2 separate regions of the Hordeum vulgare genome follow, and region 2 is linked to region 1. Evidence: chromatin contacts called from public Hi-C data. All regions are on one chromosome and are shown on one strand. The core of a region is the stretch at or near the end of the contact, and the rest is flanking DNA. Distances in the headings are between cores, read along the strand shown.

What was found. Hi-C and Micro-C count contacts between places; a contact is called where the count stands out from the background.
Region 2: a contact with region 1 is called in a Hi-C map of leaf, with 3 times the contacts expected there. The contact joins the promoter of LOC123426586 here to the enhancer-like site in region 1. A contact is called at or near these places in 4 of 6 Hi-C or Micro-C datasets (leaf and seedling) and 1 of 1 datasets of contacts at active chromatin or transcription factors (embryo).

What each region holds. Positions count from the first base shown.
Region 1 is chr2H:445,761,267-445,767,309 of MorexV3_pseudomolecules_assembly, reverse strand. No RefSeq gene overlaps it. Among protein-coding and RNA genes, the nearest start is that of LOC123428072, 440 kb to the left of the region's middle. Within about 2 kb of position 1,904, at least 3 of the 3 cell types and tissues checked have open chromatin away from gene starts, as enhancers often do. A contact at or near this core is called in leaf and seedling, where this site is marked.
Region 2 is chr2H:446,245,730-446,252,244 of MorexV3_pseudomolecules_assembly, reverse strand. It overlaps LOC123426586 (protein MEI2-like 4), which reads right to left and starts at 4,294. Exons shown (of 14, transcript XM_045110444.1): 1 at 3,823-4,294; 2 at 3,156-3,252; 3 at 2,116-2,456; 4 at 1,283-1,683; 5 at 1,043-1,201; 6 at 757-873; 7 at 537-685. The coding sequence starts at 2,359.

The sequences.
Region 1 (6,043 bases), core at 655-3,154:
AACCATGTCCATCATCGCCGCACAAAGCATATCGACTCGATATTCACTTCGCACGTGAGCACATGGCGCTTGGGCGTGTTTGGGGTACTCCATGTCCCTATAACCCAACAGTTAGCCGGTGTTATGACTAAGGGGATGCCGACTTTCGTCTTCGAGGAGTTCCAGTCCAGTCTCAGCGTCTTCGAGACAAGTAGAGGTCTTATATGCAGATGTATAGTACCACAGTTTATGTATTATGTACTGTCGTGCCTCCCCTCTCCCCATATATTTGTATTCATTGGGAGACAAGTAGAGGCCGTCCCCTTGTACTTATATATGTGCTCGTGCGCACAATCAATCATTGTAGATGCATGCAATCCCTATCTCACAGTTTATGACCTAGGTGCCCCTTGGTACGTATATAAGCTAGGGGTTTTAATCTTTAGAGACACGATTACAGCCTTATGGTTTAGAACACAATCTTACGATCTCAAGGTAGATCATCTTACACTCTGTACCCCATCATATCAATACAGTCAAAGCATGATGTAGAGTTTTTACCTCTTCCTGAGTGCCCGAACCTGGGTAAACATCTCCTTCCTTCGTCTCCCGTTACTATTGATCCTCGACCTACAGCTCGGGACCCCCTACCAGAGATATGTCGGTTTTAGCATCGAAATCACCATCGAGCAGTGGTGCGAGGCTCATGCATGCAACCACAATGCCCTTTCCCATAGTAACGGCAACAACATGTGGGAGTGCTTAAACGAGTTCCACGACCAGCTCTCACCGATGACGAAGAAGCTCCCCGAGGTGGAGATTGTGCACCACATCGTGAAGGAGACGGTGGCGGCTGCCGAGTACTTTCCCCACGTGAAGCCATGAGCCGCCACCGGCCCTCCGTCGAGCTATGTTTTTTTTAGTTTGTCTATGTGTGATGAACTCGAGTTTGTTCCGGACTGATCTATCTAACGGGAACCTATTTAAGTTTAAAAATTTAAGTTCGTGTATCTGTTTTGTGCGAGGGAAGAACTTCCCGCAAAACCGGTTCACGATTTATGGCGAACCATAAATTGATTTTGCGGTTAGGAAATTTAACACATGTACATTTTGAGGCTTTTTGGTTAGTGACTAAGTTGGCCAAAGGTTGCCACACCTAAGGTTAGACAAGTTTGACCAATTTAGGTGGGTGTTTGATTCAAGTCACACATTTGACAAACCATACTAGGATCCCACATCACATACACACATAAAAGTACGAGAAGATTTCTTTAGGCTTGCCAATGTATGACTCTTATTTTAAAGAACTAACCTTAGATAAATATGAAGTGTGACAAACAACATTTCCCATGGGCCGGGCCTTAGATAAAAGAACTAACCTTAGATAAATATGAAGTGTGACTCGTATTGCTAGATGTAGAGCCAAACAACTCCTTCATTTCAATTAGATCTGGCCATGGCAGTCCGCTCCGGTCGACCCGACCCAACCCAGCCCAAAAAAGCCCAGCCGGGCCCGACACAACATTTCCCATGGGCCGGGCCTGGGCCTAGATCTTGAGTCCGATGGCCGGGCTCGGGTCTAGCAATTTTGCAGTTTAAGTAAGAGGCCCGACCCGAGTCCCAATGGGATTTTTCACCAATGAGACAGGCTTGGACCTGATTTTTAGGCCCGATGGCCAGATCGGACCGGGTTTGGGCCTAGGTTTTTTGCATCAGGCTTTAATGGGTCCGGCCCAAAACGGCCCAAGGATGGCCAGGTATGGTCTCAATTGACGTTTCCTTCCGCGCCGAAAGGGTTCAAATAACCAGAGGTCCGCTCGCGTCCTTTCACGTTTCACCCTTACGGCGGCTTAAAGCGGTCGCTCTCTTGGGTCCCGCGACTTATCCGAGGATAAGTTGATCGCCACCGTCGCGTTGTCGCGTTCAGTGGGACCGGTCTTGTTGCGAGCGTGTCGTTGTGGTAGTGGCCACGCGCTCTGTTCGGCCCCCAGGTATCAGTGGGTTCGCTCCCCTGGTAGAGAAGCGGGTATGGTTGGCGTACGTAGCGGAAAGACGCGAGAATTTCTCTGTCCGGGTTAGGTCACGGGTTTGCTTGGAAGATTCGGAGGAATCGAAGGAGCAGGTGACGGTTTTATTGTTGTTTTTTCACTGGATTGTGCACCCGCATCGGCACGGCTTGTCTCACAAGCAAGCACTGAATTACGTGAGCTGACAGCGTACGAATCAGCGAACCAGGCTGTGCGGGGCTAGAGATTTTAAAACGGGGGCAGACTGAGTGGTGCACGCAATCGCTTGCCTGCCCGGTTCAGTACAGCAGGCAGGTAGTGCGTGCGAGAGCCGAGAGCCCGCGCCGAAACGGAAAACGGGGAGCCGGAGAACAATGGCGTGCACATATTTTGACGCGGAACTGCGAAGAGGGGAAGCATCCTATCGCCGTGGAGTGTGAGGCCAGGCTGGTCAGGACCACAGTTTCTGTATGTGCGCCCACGCGCGTGCAACACATTGCACATGTTGCAAGCCTGCAGGGGATGCTAAACCGAAGGCGAAGCTAGTGGCGTGACCGTAGCCCCAAACGGACAGCCGGGATGAGAAACCCTCCCGCCAAGTCCGGCCGGCCGCTGAGGCGCGTGTCTGTCGCGTGAGCGACACGCCCGGCCGGGCACCTATCGTGCGATAAGGTTACCCATCCAAACCTGACGATGACTACTGCAGCAGCCGTTCGATCGCGATCGGGTTATGGGGCGGTAAGTCGTCGCGTCATCGCACGAGATCGGGCACGGCACTTGCCCACAAGCATCGCGGGAGTGGACGTTCCCTAGTAGCAGAAAAAAAAGCATATCAGGGGTGGTCCCCTTCCTTTGAGACGTGGGCCTGCAGCTGTCAGTGATTGCGTGGGTGTGGGCACTGGTTCGGACGAACAGTAAATATAATACATGGGTTCATGGGCTCATGGCCCGTGTGCGGTTTTAAAAAATGGACGCGGCGGGGACCAGGTGCTGATGGTGATGCTCTCGTGGATGCTGTTGAACAGTTGAAGGCCTCACTCTGTTGTGTATATGGCTTTTTCTTCCGTTTGCCTTTCCAGATCCTCGGCCGCTCACTCTTCCCTCTTTTTGTCTTTCCCTCTCAAAAGAGGGATCGCGGGGAGAAGATCAATGGTAACAGAAAATGATAATAACTTTCTCTTTTTACAACTGGGTTTCAGCGATCAAGTAATTTGTACTATGTACTTAGTTAAAATATACTTTTCTCAAAACAAAAAAGAACATACCGATTAATAAAGATGAGACGGGTTTTCTTTCTTACTTTCTTTTTGCATGTTTTCGTTCATTTCCACAAACCCGGTGAACTCAAATTCAGTTTAGAGCCGACATATGGTACTTACAAGATTAAGCGTGCTTTACAGGAACACATAAATTTGAACTCGCATGTTGGCCACACATGCGATTTACTCCCTTTTACCTACACACGTTTTATTTGCAAACAATATTGGAAAAGAAAAAAGAGCCTGGCACGTTTTCCAGAGCACTTTTTAGGCTAAAATTTTAATGGGTGAATTGTTTTTCCTTATCGTTTTGTTAGGCTTTTTAGAGAGTTTTGAGACACTTGCCATCATAGTAATTTTTGTCGCAATTTTTAATCGTCGCAGCCCCGAATTGCTCCAGAAAAAAAAATATCAATCTTTTTCGTGCATATCCTGTTTTTGGTCATACGGAAGAGTTTTGAGACACTCGCCATTATAGTGATTTTCTGAAGAAAAAAAGAGCGCAAAAAAAGAGAAAATCAGAGTGGCTTTTCCTTGCTTACGTGTCGCCGTGACTTTGTTGGTGTTATAGGATCGCGTCTCTAGTACGGTCTAGCCTAAGACCAGCACGGTACCGTCGTTGAGCATCTTTTCAACTTTGCATCTCTGAACTGATTATTGCCGACCCTTCTTGCTACCATATTATAAGCCTTCCCAGCTTCACATACATCTACATCGTGTGTGTGACACCACCTGGTAATGGCTCTATCCAAGCTTTGAGAGTTTTGACTATACCGGTTGCCGATCGCCACCTGTTGCTGGGTAAGAATTGGTAAGAAATTGAGATTTGCTTGATGGATTTGTGACACACCACCACCACTTCCTAAGAGTGTGTAGGTTCATATTCTTTTGTGTTCCCATTGCTGCTAACCATGCCAGGATCAGACGACGAGGACATCGACTGGAAGAACCTGACCAACCGGGAGCTCCATGATAAATTTTAGCAAATGATGTCTGACGAGGTACAAGATTTCGTCACCACCTTTGGAGAGGCCATGGACAAGCTATAAGGTATGGAGAAGAAATTTAACACCAAGATGAACGCCAAGTTCAATGAGGTGCTTGCCCGTTTACCACCGCCAGTTGCAGCTTCTGTCCCCTTCAACAACAACAACCACAACGCCTACGAGCGCGACATGTGCCTGTCGGCCAAGTTCCGAATTTTGGTGTTGTTGGTCCTACTGCTGCTCCTCCTGCTGCTACTGCCGAGGTTTTTGTGGCTGAGAAAAATGAGGATTATGATGGTGATTACGATGATGAAGGAGAGGTTGGTCCAGTTCAGCACCAGGAACAATAACCACCACTAAAGGCCGCCGGTCGTCCACATGGATACAATCTAAATGGTAGAGATGCACCACACCCTCAGGTACGAGATCATGACCATCTCCCTAAACTTAAATTGAATATTCCTACTTTTGATGGTCGATATATTCCTGATTTATATCTTACTTGGGAGTTAGAAACAGAGCAACGTTTTACATGCTCGCCCTTTCCTCACGATAGACATGTTGCTGCTGCTGTTTGTTCCTCCACTAGTTTTGCTTGTGTTTGGTGGTATGAATATTGCCGTATACGTCATGATAATATTCCAACTACTTGGGCTGCTTTGAAAACTTCTATGCGTACTCGTTGGGTTTCACCATATTATCAACGTGAATTACTTCAAAAATTGCAGCGTTTAAGATAAGGAAAAAATTCTGTAGAAGAATATTATCAGGAATTACAAACTGGCATGATTAGATGTGGTATTGTTGGGGACAATGAAGCTATGCTTGCACGTTTTATGGGTGGATTAAATAGAGATATTCAAACTATTATAGATTATAAGGATTATCACACTATCACTCGTTTATTCCATCTTGCTTGCAAAGCTGAACGTGAAGTGCACGATCAACATGCATTGGCGAGAACTATTTTTTCCGCAGGTCGCACTTCCTCATGGACGCCACGAACCTCATCTACTTCCACACATCCTCCTACATCAGCACCGCCTACTTCAGCCAACAATTCCACCAGAGATACCAGGAACAGGACCCTGTCCCACCCTTCTCCAAGAGCATACCTTCCGGACCCGCAGAGAGCTCTTCTTCATCCATGGCGTCCACATGGCAAACACGTGAGGTTATCTGTCGTCGTTGCAAGGGTGGAGGTCATTATGCGAGAGAGTGCCCATCCAAGCGCATGATGATTATTACTGAAGATGGTGGATATGACTCCGCTAGTGACTATGACTAGGAGACTCTGGCTCTTATTGCAAGTGAAGAACATGGTGTAGATGATACTGAACAAGAGACACACTACATGGCTGCTGACTACGCTGACATGTATGAAAGCTTAGTTGCTCAACGTGTTTTAAGTGTGCAGGTCACACAGGTTGAGCAAAATCAGAGGCACAACTTGTTCCATACGAAGGGAGTTGTAAAGGAACGTTATGTTCGCGTAATCATCGATGGAGGGTGTTGCAACAACTTAGCTAGCATGGAGATGGTGGAGAAGCTGTCTCTCACCACCAGACCACATCCTCATCCTTATTATATCTAGTGGTTCAACAACAGTGGCAAGATTAAGGTAACACATACTGTTCGTGTGCATTCTAGCATTGCCACATATTCAGATTTTGTTGATTGTGATGTGGTACCCATGCAAGCATGCTCCGTTTTACTTGCTAGACCATGGAAATTTGATAAAAAAATCTGTACAGCATGGTAGAAGAAATCAGTATACTCTTATTCATAAGTATCAAAATATAACTTTGCTTCG
Region 2 (6,515 bases), core at 3,045-5,544, 480 kb before region 1:
TTAATAACTAAAACATATTTTATTGAAGAGACGGGAATTGCATCAGCCCAGTGTATATTGTATATGTCCAGTGACAATATTTTACCAACTTCACAGCATATGCAGGACGATAAACACCGTGAATTATAAACTTCTTCAATTCGTAGATACCCAGATAACTTTATACAAAGTTGATCTGCGAAGGTTACTGATATTCTGCTACTACTTGAGGCTTCAGGTCTCTTGCTTCCTAATTGGTAGATATAGGTCGTTATGCTAGTTTTGGTTAGTTTTTGTTAATCTTCTTAGCCTTTTTGGTTTCTTGTTTGCTGGTTTCTTAGTTTTTCTGTTGATTTTTGGCTTTCGTTGGTTGTACCTTGTGCCATTTTGATGCCTTCCTCTAATAAAAAACAACAGCATTTTAAAGCGTGTTGGGGAAAAGAAGAACTTCATGAAGGGTAACGGATATAAGGTGTGTAATAAGGCTCATCAAAAAAGCAAAGGCAACTAGAAGCACTAAAAATGGACAGATGCACAAAATTATGGTCACAGTATACCGTTTGCCATCGCCCGGGCAGCAGCGCTCCAATCTGATTTTCTTTCCTGCAATCTCTCTCATGTTCAAAGCATAAAGTGCAGCTTCAGCTGCTCTGATATCAAAAAACTCAACGGATTTGTGATAGCCCTTTTGTGTAGTCTCATGAATCTGATAAAGAAGGAAGTTAGTATCTGCAGTGTACCAGCTGACATAAGAACCGATTAGTTTACGGGACATACCGCCTTGATTTCACCATAGCCACCAAATATATGACGAAGATCATCATTAGTTACAGACTGGTCTAGGTTAATCACTGCAAGCGTACCCTGGTTATTATCATTCTCCAAAAGGTTCTCCTATGGGAACAAAGTCAGCATTAGAACAGAGTCACCAAATACATTTCCAGTGCCAATTAAGTACCAATACAACAAATAATGGTAAGCAAACATCATAGTAATATCACATTAAGTAATGTCAAAGAATCACATCATGTCAAGTCAGAATGGCATTATATCAAGGAAATACCTTTGGGATGGAGTAATGTATTTCAAGTTTCCACTGCCTGAATGGCTTGCTTTGAAGCGCTTTCATGGCACGTTCTGCGGATCTTATATCATAGTAAGATATTATCACTAAACCATGATGTTTGTAGGCAGTGTAAAGTGTTTGGATGTCTCCATATTGCTGCAAAGAAAATAAATGATATCCGGTGAAATATATTGCCTTTAGAGTTGGGACAAAGTCTAGCTGGAAGATGAAACTTACCTCAAATAGGAGTTTCAATTCAGTATCCTCAACATTGGCATTAATGTTTCTGATGAAAAGGGTTCTCGAGGGGTTTTCGCCATACGGTAGGCCATTTAACCCAGTCTGACCAGTGTTGGCTCCACCGTTATGTTTTAGCAACTTGTTATTTTCATCAGCTTCCAATTCCATTCCACCTCCAGTAGAGAATATGTCGTCATCAATGTCATCTATGTTATTAGCACGGGCAGGGTGACCCACATTATAAAGAACACCTGACAATAAGTCGTCGTCATCAGGGAGGAGATTGCCAATCACTTGTGCCTCAATTTCCTGAGTTAGTTCAAAAGGCTCATCATCTGCATGGTTGAGTTCCTTTTCAGCTGGTTGGCCAACAAGGCCATTCTTGGGTGTTAGTCTCACTGCACATCAGCAAATGGGAAGTAATTTAATATTAAGCACTAATATTATTGTGGATTGTTTCTTTTCTCACTTGGATTTAGCATGAAAAACACAGAGACTCTCATTTCTCAATTGGATCTAGCATGAAAATCTAAGGCCAGATTGTCCCATTCCTCACTTGGATGTAGCAAAAAAAGCTCAGATTTCACTGAAGTGAAACAGACGATAAAAGCAAACAAGCTTCTTATTAATAAGCAAAATAAAAATCTTTTCTTCATACTCATCTCCCCTCATCTTTATCTTCTTTTCTTTAGCCTTTCAGTTATCTACATACAATTATTAATATGAACTGAAGGGAGGAGTACCATATTGGATGGCAGCAGTTTATTGTTCAGTGTTGGAGTACTATAATAAATGAAGTAAAAAATGCAAGAGAAGGATCAAGGGCTTACATTTCTTGTCAAAAATGTCAGGAAGGGAGCTTGAGAAAAGTCCATTCTCATATTGGGTTATATTTAGATGTCCCTTTCTAGCATTAGAAAATAAAGCCAACGGCTTCGAAAATGAATCATGTTGTTGTAGAGGATCTTGATCAGCCCTCCAGGGGGTTGGCGGCAGGTTAACATGCCTTTGATGGCCCAACAACTTATGCTCACCAAAGGGGGTTTTCTGGTCCATCAACTTGTATGGCTCCATAAGCCCTAACTGATCCACAACCTTTGTGACAATAGGCTTTAGCTTTCGACTGGAGAAGATGCAACAGACCTACTTCCCAAAATCAGTGGATTTTCTTCTGTTTTTCAAAAAGAAGAAACAAATCAGCCATAAGAACGAACACAAACACTGAGCCTAAAGAGAAGTGATGAAGCAACATCAGCAGTATTTAATGGAATAATCGTTGTAAGCAACATCCATGCGCATCTGTCAATAATCGTGCAGAGGCCGGAGGTATTCCTCCTTTTCTAAAAAAAAAAATCTGTCAATAATCAATACCCAATCACCCCTGTGAGACCATGTGCCTTCCAAATAAGCTGCTTCACCTATATATAGCAAGACAGCTACCTTAAGCTACCTGGAAACAGCGATACACATTCTCCAATCTTGCTCGATCAATTGTCCCATATGTGGAACCTCGGATGCCCCCACATATCCCAACTAAACTGTAACAGTGTTCTGCTGGATCACATTTTATTTAGTCTGACAGAAACTACCCTAAGAATAAACTAATAAGCACCTGCAAATAACACAAATGCTCAGGTAATCACCAACATGCTCAGGAAAACATCCCTGCCTGAAAAGTCCAACTGGCCTCTACAAAAAGAATTCGATAATGATGAAAGGAATTAGCCTAGGTCTAGTTGTTAATGACACTAAGTCACCCCAAAACTGAACCAATTAGTACCCCCTGCCCCAAAGTAAGAAAGAATGCAGTCCATCATTAGACATCATTTAAGGATAGCGAGCAATAATTTGGCTATTGCAGTTGGCTTACCACATGGGAGAAGACGATTCGGACTCCACGGGGAGGTGGAACGGGGGCAGCATGTGGTGCCTCTGCTCCATGGCTGTAGCTGGCATCCTGCTAGTACCTTGAAAGATAGACAGATACCAAGTTTCAACCCCTCAGGTAGCTCGACGAAGCGGATCGAAGAATACACGCGAGAAACTGCTAAAGAAATGCAGTCCCAAGGCCTAGATTTGATCGACCGTGAACGTAAAATCGAACTCCCGAGACTGGGCTATGGAAGAAGGTAGAAATTCTGCAAAATTTAGGACCGGAACAACTCGATTTACCGATTAAAAAAGGTTATGCAAAATTCCGTGCAGAACTATGTGCTCCCAAACTAATTAGCCATAAAACAGCCCAAAAGGCGACGGGAAATTTAATGCTCCTTGTCCTCGACGAGCTCGAAAGAGCACAAGAAACTTGTGATCAAAATAAAAAGGCGGAACAGACCAAAATACTGCCCAACCGCATCAAAGTATCCCCAGAACCCGAGCACAGATCACACAAAGCGAGAAAAATACGCACAAAATTAGCCCCAAACAAATACCTCGCGGAATTCAAACACCATTTTTCTCCACAAATAAAACGCACCGTGAATTTGAACGAAAAAGCGCAAAAAAAGGGGTAGAAACGGAAGAATTTGTAGGCTCACCAGATCGGCAGCTGAGATCCCCTTCAGCTTGTCACAGCCTGGAACTTACCGCAACAGGCAACCCGTGGACGCGCCCGGAAGAGACGGCTCCGTGGCGCAGGCCAAAACGGCTCCCTCGGAGGTCACACGAGGGCGGATCACCCACCGCGCAGCGACGGCACAGCTAATGCCCTTGGCGGGGGGCGGCGAAGCGAGTTCAGAGAGCGAGCTCCATCCTCACGCACGCGCGCACCTAACCCTAACGAGCGAGCGCGGCAGCGGGCGCCCCTCCACTCCTCCCCATTCTTCCTCTTCCTCCTAGGTATGCCGCCGCAGCGCCTATCCGGCGGGGGAATTCCGGCGAGCTGGTGGTGGACTGGCGGTGGTGAGACGACACGAGACGGAGCGGAGACGAAGGCCAAAAAAAAAATCTGTTTAAAGAGCGGCGAAATGCTACACTATTATATTATAATTATTTATTGGACTAAGTGGAAACGCGATACAGAAGGTGCGGGGCCTATATATACCGCGCCCGGTGCGGTCCCCATCGCGGTAGGCTCACCCGCGGCGCACCCCACCGCGGCGCCGGATAGCTCCTTCGCCATTCCGTCCATACGTACCCGGGCCAGGGATCCCATCTGTCAGTGTGCTGGGCCGGGTGTCAGGGAGCGGGACCCACGTGGCTGCGCGTCGGCCCGGGGTGGGAAGCGGCGTTTGGACGGGGACGGAATTATTTCGCGGAGGGGTGGGGGGGTTGGCGCGGTGAGGTGACGCGGAGGTCACGTTCTCCGATTGTCTGGTGTGGGACAGGATAACGCTCACCAGTACGAGTTGTGCGAGATCGATCGGGACTGGACCGCTGGAGTTGCTGCCGCCGAACCACCGGGGATTTCGACGGCTCTTGCTGTTAGGTTGGCACGTTTATACTTGGTGCCACCTTCCGTCTGTTCGAAGAACTCTCCTCCTTTCATAAACGATGGGGGAAATCAGGTTCGTGAGGACTATATTTGAAATCATGTTTTCAAACAAAATATACAAGCTTATGCAATTTGAAACAAACCTAAAGATGCAACATCAACGCTCACCAACATTAAATGTTATTAATTGTCATGAAAGTTACTCCCTCCGTTTGTTATTGATTGCCGTTAAAGTTACTCCCTCCGTTTTAAAATATAAATCTTTCCATAGATTGTACTACGGGCTATATATGAAATAAGATGAGTGAATCTATACTTTAAAATATGTTTATATACATCCATATATGGTTCATGACAAAATTTATAGAAAGACTTATATTTAAGAACGGAGTGAATACATTGTTTGTGTCTCCTCATGTTCTTCGGATACGGCCATGGAAGGTTATGGCCTTTTGGAAGGTGTCCCTAAGCAGAGTGGCGGAGCGAGGAGTTTGCTTCTAGGTATTCTTGTAATATAGAGCATATTATTGGCAGAAGCAATATAACACAGCAACAAACGTACTTTAAAATGGCAATATCGATGATCCAATGACCATACATCGATAATAGTAGCAAAATATCATTGTGACAACATCTGAAACAAATAAGAAAGATTACAAACAACAACAACAAATACAATATAACTTTACGACCCCCTTTTTTGAAGAGATTGCTGACATCCTAATTCTCTTTCAACAAATGTAACCAAGCAATTGTTTAAATATTCAGCATTCTTTCTTAGTGGATTCTTCATGTATTTCATTGAGGAAGAATGAACACCAACTTACGAAGTTTGAAAACAATATAATATTGTTCATTCTTTCTTGACTCAACCAATTAGTGAAAATGATCAAGAGAAGTAGTGGTCACTGGGTTCATTATGTTCATCTAGCAATGAGTGAATCACACACGTAGCAACTAGCAAATTAATCACATAATAAGCAATTCAATTTCATTGGTTTACAAGGAATCATCGATTGTCTTCTACCACCTCTAGCAATCACAAGCAATGGCATTTACAAAAAATCTCCAAAATTGTTTAAAAACATAGGGGGGAAATACCTTCGACGAAGCCATAGAGGTCGGACTGCCGGAGGTGGAGCTGTGTCGTGAAGGGCGCCTGCAGCCTCGAAGTGCGAGCCAAGATGGGGAGCCGACAAGGTCGGACGACAGAGGAGGACTAGCACGTGTCCTTGGCAGCGAGGAACGGAGGCCGAAGGGAGGGGAGGGGAGAGAGTCACGAAGAGGGCTGGTCGAAGGGAGGGGGGGAGGGACTGAGGGAGAGGGCAGCCGCCGGACTTGGAATCGCCGCCTCACTACCGCTAGGTTGGGGAATCGGTGGAGGATGCGTGTGTGTGACCGTACACTTGGGTCTGTCACATCCAGTTCGCTTGGTTGCTGCCTTAGGTGCCAGTTTGGCCTACACCTAGTGGGCCAAGTGCTTAGGGTATAGACATATGTAGTAGAGAAGTTTGGGCCAAAATCTTGGGTACTCTAGGGAATTCCCAGGTAGACCCCTAGCGCCACCACTGCCTAAGTGAGGCTGGAAGAAGGCGGTGTTATGTTGACCCCATCACAGTTGTAGGATCGAAAGTATGTCTAGAGGGGGGTGATTAGACTACTTGACAAGATAAAAACTTAGCATTTTCCCAATTTTAGTTATTGGCCAGTTTTAGCAATTAAGGCAAGTCAAGTACACCCTACACATGCAGTTATAAGAGTGTAGCAGCGGAATGTAAAACATGCAAATATAAAGTA